Linked DNA regions of Mus musculus: region 2 is linked to region 1. A link is a contact called in public promoter capture Hi-C data. All regions are on one chromosome and are shown on one strand. Each heading gives the region's core, a stretch centred on a gene start, on an enhancer-like site or on the middle of the called end of the contact. The rest is flanking DNA. Distances are from core to core; before and after follow the strand shown. Region 1 overlaps Slc45a2 (solute carrier family 45, member 2). Region 2 holds the start of Zfr (zinc finger RNA binding protein).

Region 1 (5,119 bases), core at 100-2,599:
ACAAGCAAGCTTGTCAAGGATTATTACGAGTTTGACCTAGCTCTGCACTGCTCCAACCTTAGCACTCGAGGCACAGAATGCACTTCAAAAGGGAAGCAACGTGGTCTGCTTGTCGTTTCTACAGCTTGTCTCCTATCCAGTGACCCGAGACAGTGTGTTGCTTCATAAATGATCCATTCACAATAGAGATTTTATTCCTTATCTGTGATGTGTAAGCCCAATGGCTAATTCCAGTGGCTAAGCAACCTTTAATCTCAATGAGCACATCTCAAGCATGCGCCATTTATTCTCTGGCTCACATGATCCAATAGACTAAAGAAGAGGAGATAATTCTTTCCTTATAATTTGTATGTATAAATATATGCTAAGAGGAGAAGTAAGGTCAAAGTTAACTGTCTTTGTCCTTCCCTGAAGTCAGTAAAATAGCAGTAACCACACTAACTGGGGATCATCTATATGCCAAAATTGGGCTGGGTGATTTTTTTCATAGGCTTTGCCACATTTGATTCTGACTAACAGCCTCCACTAAAAAAAACTATATTTTATTCCTACTTTTTAGGTAAGGAGGCTGAGATGATAAACAATTAAGAGACTTGTCTCTGTGGAGAAGTTTATGATAGGGCGGTGTGGGATCCCCTTCACAGATCTTGTAGGATTGACAAGATAGGCAAATGTCTACAGAGAACCTCGGATCTTTTTTACCTGGACAGACTGCCTTCATGTTAGGGCTAAGAAACTAATAGTGACTTAGATTGTTCTGAGAAGCTTGGCTATTTTAATATCTCTAACTTAACTTTGGGTCGTGGGATCAGGATAAGCATACACTGTCCATCGGGTACTCTTGGGTCTGACCACTCTCATCAGAATGAACCTGACTCTTCTGTGTCATTCATCCCTGGTCCCATCACCAAGGGTCTCTTTTCTGCCTCTCCTTTTTATATTCTTTTGATATCTGGCTGGCTACTAAACAGTACGTTGTTCTTCTCTATGGACAGTAGAGTCAGCAAGGCAACTTCATGCTGTCTTTTATGCAAAGGATTTAAAACTGATCCCCAAAGCCAGCTGTTTCTGGCACACAGATAAGGAAGTATTTTGTTTCTGACTCAGTATCAAAGGAAGTCGTCTAAAAAGGAAAGTGCATCTTCAAAAGAAAGGATTATCTGAAGTTATTAGATATTGTGCGGCACTGCCAGCTGTAATTTTCCCCCCTTTATTCTCTCTACAGACTTTCAGAAAGCTATGGTCTCCTACATTGGATTAAAAGGCCTTTATTTCATGGGATATTTGCTCTTTGGCCTGGGAACAGGATTCATAGGACTCTTTCCAAATGTGTACTCTACTCTGGTCCTCTGTTCTATGTTTGGTGTAATGTCCAGCACATTGTACACTGTGCCCTTTAACCTCATTGCTGAGTACCACCGTGAAGAGGAGAAAGAGGTGGGTGACAAAGGGAATTTACCTCAAGGATAAGGGAAGGAAGGAAGGAAGGAAGGAAGGCAGAAGGATGCTTAAACAAGTATAACCATGCAAACATGACTACAAAGCTAGGAGAGTTCTCTCTTTGCTGTGAATCCCTATGCACCTTTTGAATTTTAGGACAATGATAGTGACCCCAAATATCTGATTAAAGTAGGTAGGCTCACTGATGATGAGAAATGAGTCCTTGATCAGACTGAGACAAAGAGGCCCTATGTCTTTTGCAACCACTCTAAGGAGCTTTCAACATCGCAGCATTTCTAGATGCCCACAGTGATGCTACCCCTGATCTAAGGTACAGAGAAGCATGGTGGCATTTCTTGCGGTTACAGTCTGGAACGGTGACTTAACCCTTACCATGCTTCCTGGATAGAGGTGCTGTCCACTTATGACTTGGGATTCAGACCAAGATAGGACCTTAAGTGGTCCTCATGAATGTATTTGAGGAGTACCACCAAAATAGTCACTCAATCATTGAGGAGGGTTGTGTGTGTGTGTGTGTGTCAGAGAGAGAAACTATTCCAAGGCATTTTGAAGAGTTCAAAGCAGAAAGAGAAAAACAAAAAAACCCAAACTGTACATGGCCTAGGAGGCTAAGGAGGGAGGAGAAAAAAAATCAAAGAATAGCAAGAAAGAGGGGGGGAGGGAGGGAATGATAGAGGGAGAAAGAGAGGGGGGATAGGGAGGGTAGAGGGTTATAAGGAGGATGAGTAGTTTGGGGTAGAGGCAGGTGTGTGTGTGTGTGAGCTTTGAGATATATATATATATATCAAAGGAGTAGAGGGAATGATCACCAGACAGTAGCTGTTCTTCTGAGTCAGGGACAGGGGCAACACTCACTATACAAGGCCAATGGTGAAGGAAATATGAAGGGATATGTACTGTGCTCAGCACAGGGCCTACTTATTAGCTCACAGGAGTCCAAATAGGACAGTTAGTGTTACTGTTGTCCTGGGGACAGTGACAGCAATACCTGCACCTACGTGTGTGCTAATGACAAAATAAGGTCCTAACTGCAAAACTGCCCTGCCAACACCTAGTCTGTAAGAGATACCAAATGGCAATTCGAACCAACTGGGGCCAAAGATTAACTATTAACCAAGTGTTAGCATATTAACAGAATAGTCACACCGTGGAAGGGGTTGAACTTTGCTTCTTCCATGTTTAAAACAACTTCAGCATCCTTCTGAAAATGTTTGCCTTTTTAACACCAGGGAAGAAAAAAAGATTTGGACTGATGCTTTTTTGAGTTTCTGCAACATTGTATTTATTTACTTCTTACAAAGAGAATTCCGACTATATTAATGTTTAAGCATGCATTCATTAAAGGTGGAGGAAGAGGCCTCCTGGCAACACAAGGGAAACAGCATCAGTGGAGTTCCCTGAGTCCCTTGGTTAGGAATTAGCAAACTGTAGCCTGCTGGTCAAAGGTAGCCTGCTGCTTGCTTTTCAACAGTTTATAAGATAAGAATCCCTTTTAAGTTTGCAAAAGATTGAAAAGAAGTTTAAAGAAGGATGCTGTTTTGGGATGCCTAAAAATAACATGAAACCCATTATCAGTGTGCTTAAGACTGCATGGAAATGCAGTTTGTTCTTTCACAAAGGCTTTCTGGAGCTGTGAGAGCAGAGGCAAATAATTACAACCAAGATCCTACGAAGCCCAGAGGTAGTTACCACCGGGCTCCTGGCCCTGTGCGCTAGTGCCCTGTAGACCAATGGTTGTTTCTGTGCTTCCCTTGTAGAAGGGGCAGGAAGCGCCAGGAGGCCCTGACAACCAGGGGAGAGGCAAAGGCGTGGACTGCGCTGCTCTCACCTGCATGGTACAGCTGGCTCAGATCTTGGTTGGAGGTGGCCTGGGCTTCCTGGTCAACATGGCTGGGAGTGTCGTCGTCGTGGTGATCACAGCGTCTGCGGTGTCCCTGATAGGCTGTTGCTTTGTGGCGCTCTTCGTAAGATATGTAGATTAGGTTCATAAAAAGACACCCACCAAACCTCAGACAAAAGAAGCCCATGGCAAGAAACCGCTCTTTTCTCGGACTCTTCGGTGTTGTTGGGGACTGTATGCCTCATGCTGGCACTGCGCCTTGCACATACATGTGGGGAAGGTGTGGTGGGATTGCCCGCTCCCCTGCATCTTCCTTACTGCCCCGCAATGCAGGATGAGAGAGTCAAGTTCTGCTTCTCAAGAGAATTTCAAGCCTCCATCATGTCTTAGGAACAAATGCATCTTACCTGTAATGCTTATAAATAATTTTTAAAAGTCAATTCATATACCACTGGGAAATCACACATTTCATCAAATTCAGAAGCACTTAAAACATGACCGAGTGTTTCTTTTATCGTGTTGATTTATTCAGATTTAATTTGCTCATAATTAATTCCCGTCTAATGTATGACATTCTGAACAAGCCTGCGTTGGAGGTCTCATTCCGAAAGCACAGCAACTTAAAAGTGTTCATTCATTTCACTGATGCAGTAAAAATCTTTTTCTTGAGTCGGTACCTTCACTTCATGCTCTGAAATTGACAATTTCAAGAAGCGATTCTGGGGTTTCTCCTACGATATTCTATCTCACTCCCAATAGAGCACATTTGCTTTAATTAAAACCTTCAGCGGGCTCCCATGTGGGAATTTTTACCAGCCTGAAGAGACTGTACTGAACCCATGCTGAGAGACCACATCACTTAATAACAAAACCAGCAGTGGGCTTTGGAGCCTGGCTGTGTTTTGAACCTCTGTTTGGTACTCAGAGGCGAAGTATTTAGCATCCTGAACCATGCATGCTTGTGTGTACGCTAGTATGAGGAATTCCATTCTCAGAGCATCGAGACCGTGAGTTTACAATGCTTGTGAAGTGCTTCCCCTTACCGCAAAGTCTTAGCCTTCCTCGATACAGCAATTTTGACCATGGACGCTACAGCTGATCTTCACTCTTACATGAGGGAACCAGAGCAAAGCTCCATTAGGTGCCTCACTGAAGCCACACAAGTCATATGTGGCAAAGCTGGGCTTTCAATCCAGGGCTTTGGCTCTACTGCTTCCCGTGGAGGGCAAGCATAGGCTGGCGGCCTACGTGCTCAGGGCTCAATGAATGTCATGGTCATTGCTGGCAAACCCCATCACCAGCCCTCTCTCCTTAGGTTTTCTGCAGCCTTGGTTAAGTGCCATCTGTATGACTCCAGATGTGCCTGAGCCATGCAGAAAGGAAATTTGTCCATGTGCCTTCAGATGTAAAAGATAAAGCTATGGGTTTCCACTCTCATCCTAGAGTCTGGTAGAGTTTCTCCTGGTGGGTTTCTAACTGACCAAATCTTTTCCTGGTTGGGAATTGGAGAAAGCAAGTGAGCGGCCTGCCTCTCTCAGTGTGGTTATTCGGGAGTTGGAATATTGCTTTTGTTTGCCCTGTGTACTATAGAATGAATGTGCTCTGTCAGGTCACTTTGCATTAGCACTCTGGAGAGAGGGAGCCATGCTTTCTCTGTGTCCCCCTTTATTCAGTTGTCATGTGTGTAAAGGGCACAGGGTCACCCCCAATGCTTCCAGAGATCAGAGCCATGGGATTCATGGTCTGGCCCAAGGCTCAATCACTCTTTTTACCTCACTCTGTAACAGAGGGCACATGATAGCCACTGTATCCTTACAC
Region 2 (5,066 bases), core at 1,061-3,560, 1.1 Mb after region 1:
ATAACATTAATCAGAATATCCCCCTGCTAGCTCCCCCAAGACCCAGATCTTTTTTTTTTCTTTCAGTCTGCTCCAAACATCTTTCCTAAACAAGGTGAGGGCAAGCTAAAGTACTTACTATAGGCTAGCCTGTCACACCCCGAAGGACCATCACCACCAAGAAGCCAGTTTCTACTTCAGTTCAGTGTAAGTTATCAACACTGTAACTCTATCCTCTCAAGACAAGCAGCCAAACAGAAAGCCAGCCCTTAACAGAAATCAACAATTGCCACCCGACTCTTCTCCTCCCATTTAATGCAAATAGCTTACTAGTGGTGAGGCTTATGGAAGCAGCTGGCTGCTTAGCTAGCCTAGAGACTTCATTGTTCCGTGAAGTTCAAGGCAAGTCACCTTTTCAACACAGTTCTAATGCCCCATATGTAGGAGATTTTTTTCCCCCTTAGCAACACAATTGGGAACCATCAGTGTTCTCGAAAACAATGACACTGATTTTCCCCCAAAGCCCTACATTTTCCCTTTGAAATGAGAAAAAAGACAAACCAGGCAGGTTCTCAGAACCTGTACTGTTGTAGGAGGTGTGGGGGTTGACGCCAGTGGGGACTGAGGCAATGTTTGCCTTAGGTAGACTAAAGCGCTGATTTCCACGGGTGAGTTCTGATTCACTCTGACTGTTTTAAGGCTCATCAGACTTAAGAGATAAGCAGCAGGGGGCTGCTGGATGGCCACGAGGCAGGTGAGAGGTGAGGTGCAGCGCTTCCTAGGCCTTGGTGGAGGCAGGGTAAGAGCAAGACGACAGAAATCAGTCCAGGAGTGGCTGGGAGAGGGGATGGAAGGGGAGGGAGAGCCCAGCGGAAGCAGTATAGTGAGTGCCAGGTCTCCAGGTCAGCCAGCAAGACCCTAACTAAAGGAGAAAGAGAGAGAGAGAAGAGAGAGAGAGAGAGAGAGAGAGAGAGAGAGAGAGAGAACGATCGCTAGCTCAGGTCATCTCAGCTCCATCCCTAGCAGTAGAAAAGAAATGGGCGGGGGGGGGGGGGGTGGAGGTGGGGGAGGTGTGACTGAAAATGGCCTGAGACAATACAGAGATAACACTAAAGCATCTGTAATGAAGACACAGTTGCATGCAGTAAAGAACTATTTATAAAGTATTGATCCTGACCCAGGGAGACCTGGCACTCTTTTGAAGCTCAGGTAAGGAGTGAATAGGTGGGTAGTTTCTATTTTGAAACACTGTCTCCCTCTGTAGTGTAGGCAGGTCTAGAACTCTGGGAAATCCTCCTGTCTCAGCCTCTCCAATGATGGGATTTATAGGTGTATGCCCCTCTACCCAGGAAATCTAAGACTCTCACAAAGACATTTGAACTGGTCATCCCCGCACTCAGTTCTAGCCAGAGTGACTTCCTTGATACTCTATAGACTTCTCCACTGCCCTTCCTCCAGGTAGCTACCTGGGTGGTTTTCTTGCTTCTGTCAGGTCTCTATTCCAGGGCTTGCCCTAACCGCCCGAACTCCCCTTATCTTCATTGTCCTGTTTTTATTCCTAATACTCCAGTCCCACCCACCACATTTTCTATGTTTTTGGCTCTAGTGTGTCATAAGACTTCCCAGAACAAAAATTCCATGTGAACAGGGATTTTGTTTTGCTCCTACAACATGTCACGTTTCGTTTCTGGCATCTACAACGCCCAACACCTTGTTGGGGGCCGCCAACATGACCCTGAAAGGCTCCTTGTCTGTGAGGTGGGGCGGGGTCTTGGCAAAATGTGTGACCCCTGTGACAGGCAGGGTTCTGGGCAGATGCTTGGTGCAGCACTTCCTCTGCTCTTTTCCCCCCCATCGTTGTCTCCTCCCCTTTCCAAAGGCCAGTGACAAGCAACAGGAATTAGGCCAGCTCAAATGTTAATGGAAATTAAAGGAGAGAGGAGGGCTGAAAGAGAGAACAAACGCAGCCGCAAAAGTAAAGGAAACCGGTGAAAAAGTAAGGCGGCGAAAAGGCCAACAGACGTCACGCTATCTGGTCACGCTGCCCGACTCCCCCGCGGCCGAGCGAGGCGCTCTTCCTCCGCCTTGTAGCCTCCCTGCAGCGGGTGCGAGTCACCATCGCTTAGGATAAGGCCGGGCCCGTAGTCCCACGAGAGAACCCCACATCCGCACCCCAGAAATCCGCTCCTCGGGGGGCCCTGCGCCAGCCCCCGGGTGGGGGGTGGGGGGGTTGGCGCGGGGCGTAAGGACTACATCTCCCAGGATGCATCGCACTAGCGCGCTTGCGCGGTGCGGCCGGCGGCGGCGGTCTGTTCTCCGCTGAGGAGGAGTGGGGCAGAGGAGGGAGGCAGCGGGTGAGAGTTCAGAGTTCAGCAGCAGCAGCCCGAGCCCATGATTCCCATATGCCCTGTAGTTTCTTTCACCTATGGTGAGTCTAAATGTGGCCCGTGGAGGCCTCTGCCATGCCCTGCCCCGGCCCTGGGCGGCGGGTAGGCGCGGGGGTTGGGGCCAGCTCCGGGGAGGAGGCGGCGGCCGCCACCCGGGCGTGCGAGTGAGTGAGGGAGTGCGGGGAGGGAGGCGGACGGCGGCGCGGCCGCGGTCCCCGCCGGCCAGGGCGGCTTCTCACGGCCCCTTTTCTCTCCCTTGCCATCCCTCGGCACCCCGACCCCTTGACGGCTGCCCTCCCGCCATGGGACCTGACTCTCCGTGCCCGCCGCAGTGCCCAGCCGGCTGGGGGAAGATGCCAAAATGGCGACCGGCAACTACTTTGGATTCACCCACAGCGGGGCGGCGGCGGCGGCGGCTGCGGCCCAGTATAGGTAACGGCTCCCCGCCTTCTCCCTTTTTCCTCTTCCCTCCGCGCCCCGCGGTCCGGCTCCCGCCGACGCTCCGGCCCCGCGGCCGCATCCGCCCCCGCCCCCGCCGCACCGCCCCGAGAGCCCGGGTCCCCGCGGCAGGCGCGGCCGGGAGCCCCCCGCACCCTCCCCACACCCGCCCTTCCCTGCCGTGTCGCACTCGGCCTCCGGCTCCGGCGGACAGCGGCCCCCGGAGGGGCCGAGACGGGGGAGGGATGACTGCGGAGGGGTTGGGGACGTGGAGGGCCTTGGACGGCCCCGGAGGTAAAATGGCCTCCCGCGGCCTTGGAGCGGAGCCGAGCCGCCCGCTGCGGCCCCTCGGCTTCCCGGGTCCCCGCCTCCACCCTGTCACCCCCCCACCTCTTATCTTCCCTTTGGCTCGGGGAATGGAGAGAGAGTGAGCCGAGGGGCCTCGCGCGGAGTGCGGAGTCAGCGGCCTCTACCGCGACGCCCCCGGAGCCCAGATCACACAGCAGGTCTTTGTCGGTACCTTCCCTTGGCCCTGGGTCCCCGACGCCACCAACCACCCCCCTGCCCCCAGCCCCTCAGATTAACTGCCACTTTGCCAGCGTCATCGCCTCCATCTCATTCCCTTTGGGTTTTCTTGCTCGCGGAGATGTTAATATGCCAACCACCTGTGAATCGTTTAGCTGTTAGACCGAAAAAGATGTGCGAAGTTCCTAGGGTAGATGATGCGTGTGTAGCCTTTGGAGCCATTGAGGACGGCTCCAAGTGGACCGGTGGTTCTCCTTTGAGGTCTTCCCCCCTGCCCCTCGCCCCGCCCGGGGAAAAAGAAAATGCCAGTGACTGTATACCGAGTAGTTGTGGTGCCTGGGATGAATCCTCTACCTCCAGATAGCTGTCATTGCTAAAGTAGCTGTAATTCCTTATACATCTTATCGCAGAAACAAGAGGCAAAACCCTGTATTTATTGGACCGTCATGAATCAGAGTAAGACAGCTAGTCGCTTGGTTCATGCAGTAAGCATACAGTTTTATGTGTGCCTTAGCATATTTAGGATCATGGTTAAATTCAGATAGCTTTTTCATCCCATTTACCTTAGGAGAGTCATGTATTTAAAAGAGGCTCATTGGAAAACAAAATTTTAGTAACAGTATCTTTGTGATTTTTTATGACATTTGGGACATATTTTTTGAGTTTCCTCTGTAAAATGGGATACTGGCTAATAATTGGGGGCTGAAAATTCTAAAGGAAAAAAAAGTTACTTCATTTTAGGGAATCCTATGATACAATTTACTACAAGAGATACTGTTTTACATATTACTGACAAAGAAAAAAAAATCTATCAATCAAATAGATGAAATGCCCCCATTTTTTAAAAAAGGTGTTAAAATTGTAAATTATTATATTACTGACATAGGTATTTTACTGATTGTTGAAAGCCTCAATCTTAAGGTGGTGGCTTAAAAGTCTCTTCAGGCCAGTGCTGAGAAAAATGACTGAAATTATATCTTCAGAGCAAAATCATGGGACATTTCAGACATTAACATGTTATTTGTTTTACAGACTTAGATGTGAAACAAGCAAAGTCTTGTGAAGGGAGAAAACATAGTCAAACAAAATAATTTCTTTTTTCTTAGGAAATGGCCTCTGTGCCCATAAAATCTATTGCTAATGAGTAACATGTGTTCTAGAAAATGCTGTGTTTAACCATTAAATTTTTCTGTTCATTTTGTACAATATTTTTCTGTTTTTTTAGCATTCAATGAATGACAGATTTGCATTTTAACTATTTAGGTACTGAAAATTGGGAGCAGGAGTGTTTGGAGTTTTTAAAGGTTTTTTTTTTTTTTTTTTCCCCCAAAATGCAGGGCTATAGATTTTAAAATTATTTCAATCCAATCAGTATTTTAAGAATGTTGAATACCAGCTTAAGTAAGCTTGGTAAATCCTGGTTCTAGAGAGATGGCTCAGTGGTTAAGAGCACTGACCTCCTCTTCCTAGAGGTCCTGAGCTCAATTCCCAGCAAGCACATAGTGGCTCACAACCATCTGTAATGGGATCCAGTGCCCTCTTCTGCTGTGGCAGTGACAGCTACAGTGGACTCAGAGAAGTAAAATAAGTCTTTTTTTTTTTTAAGTAGATTTTTTAAAACTGCATGTATCACCAGAACTAATTATGTCTTTTTACAGAGGCATAAGTGAAAATCACTGGTATTTAAACACAAGAATTTATGTGTAATAATGCTAATGTTTGAGGAAGATGAATAAG

What was found. Promoter capture Hi-C pulls out the DNA fragments that hold promoters and counts their contacts.
Region 2: a contact with region 1 is called in a promoter capture Hi-C map of liver, with 3 times the contacts expected there. The contact joins the promoter of Zfr here to the enhancer-like site in region 1. A contact is called at or near these places in 5 of 39 promoter capture datasets (embryonic stem cells, hippocampal neurons, liver and 1 more).

What each region holds. Positions count from the first base shown.
Region 1 is chr15:11,024,497-11,029,615 of GRCm38.p6, forward strand. It overlaps Slc45a2 (solute carrier family 45, member 2), which reads left to right. Exons shown (of 7, transcript NM_053077.3): 6 at 1,226-1,437; 7 at 3,219-4,737. The coding sequence ends at 3,443. Among named protein-coding and RNA genes, the nearest start is that of Rxfp3, 11 kb to the right of the region's middle. Within about 2 kb of position 1,350, at least 4 of the 459 cell types and tissues checked have an H3K27ac peak or open chromatin away from gene starts, as enhancers often do. A contact at or near this core is called in liver, where this site is marked.
Region 2 is chr15:12,115,541-12,120,606 of GRCm38.p6, forward strand. Zfr (zinc finger RNA binding protein) reads left to right here and starts at 2,311. Exons shown (of 20, transcript NM_011767.2): 1 at 2,311-2,407; 2 at 2,699-2,798. The coding sequence starts at 2,371.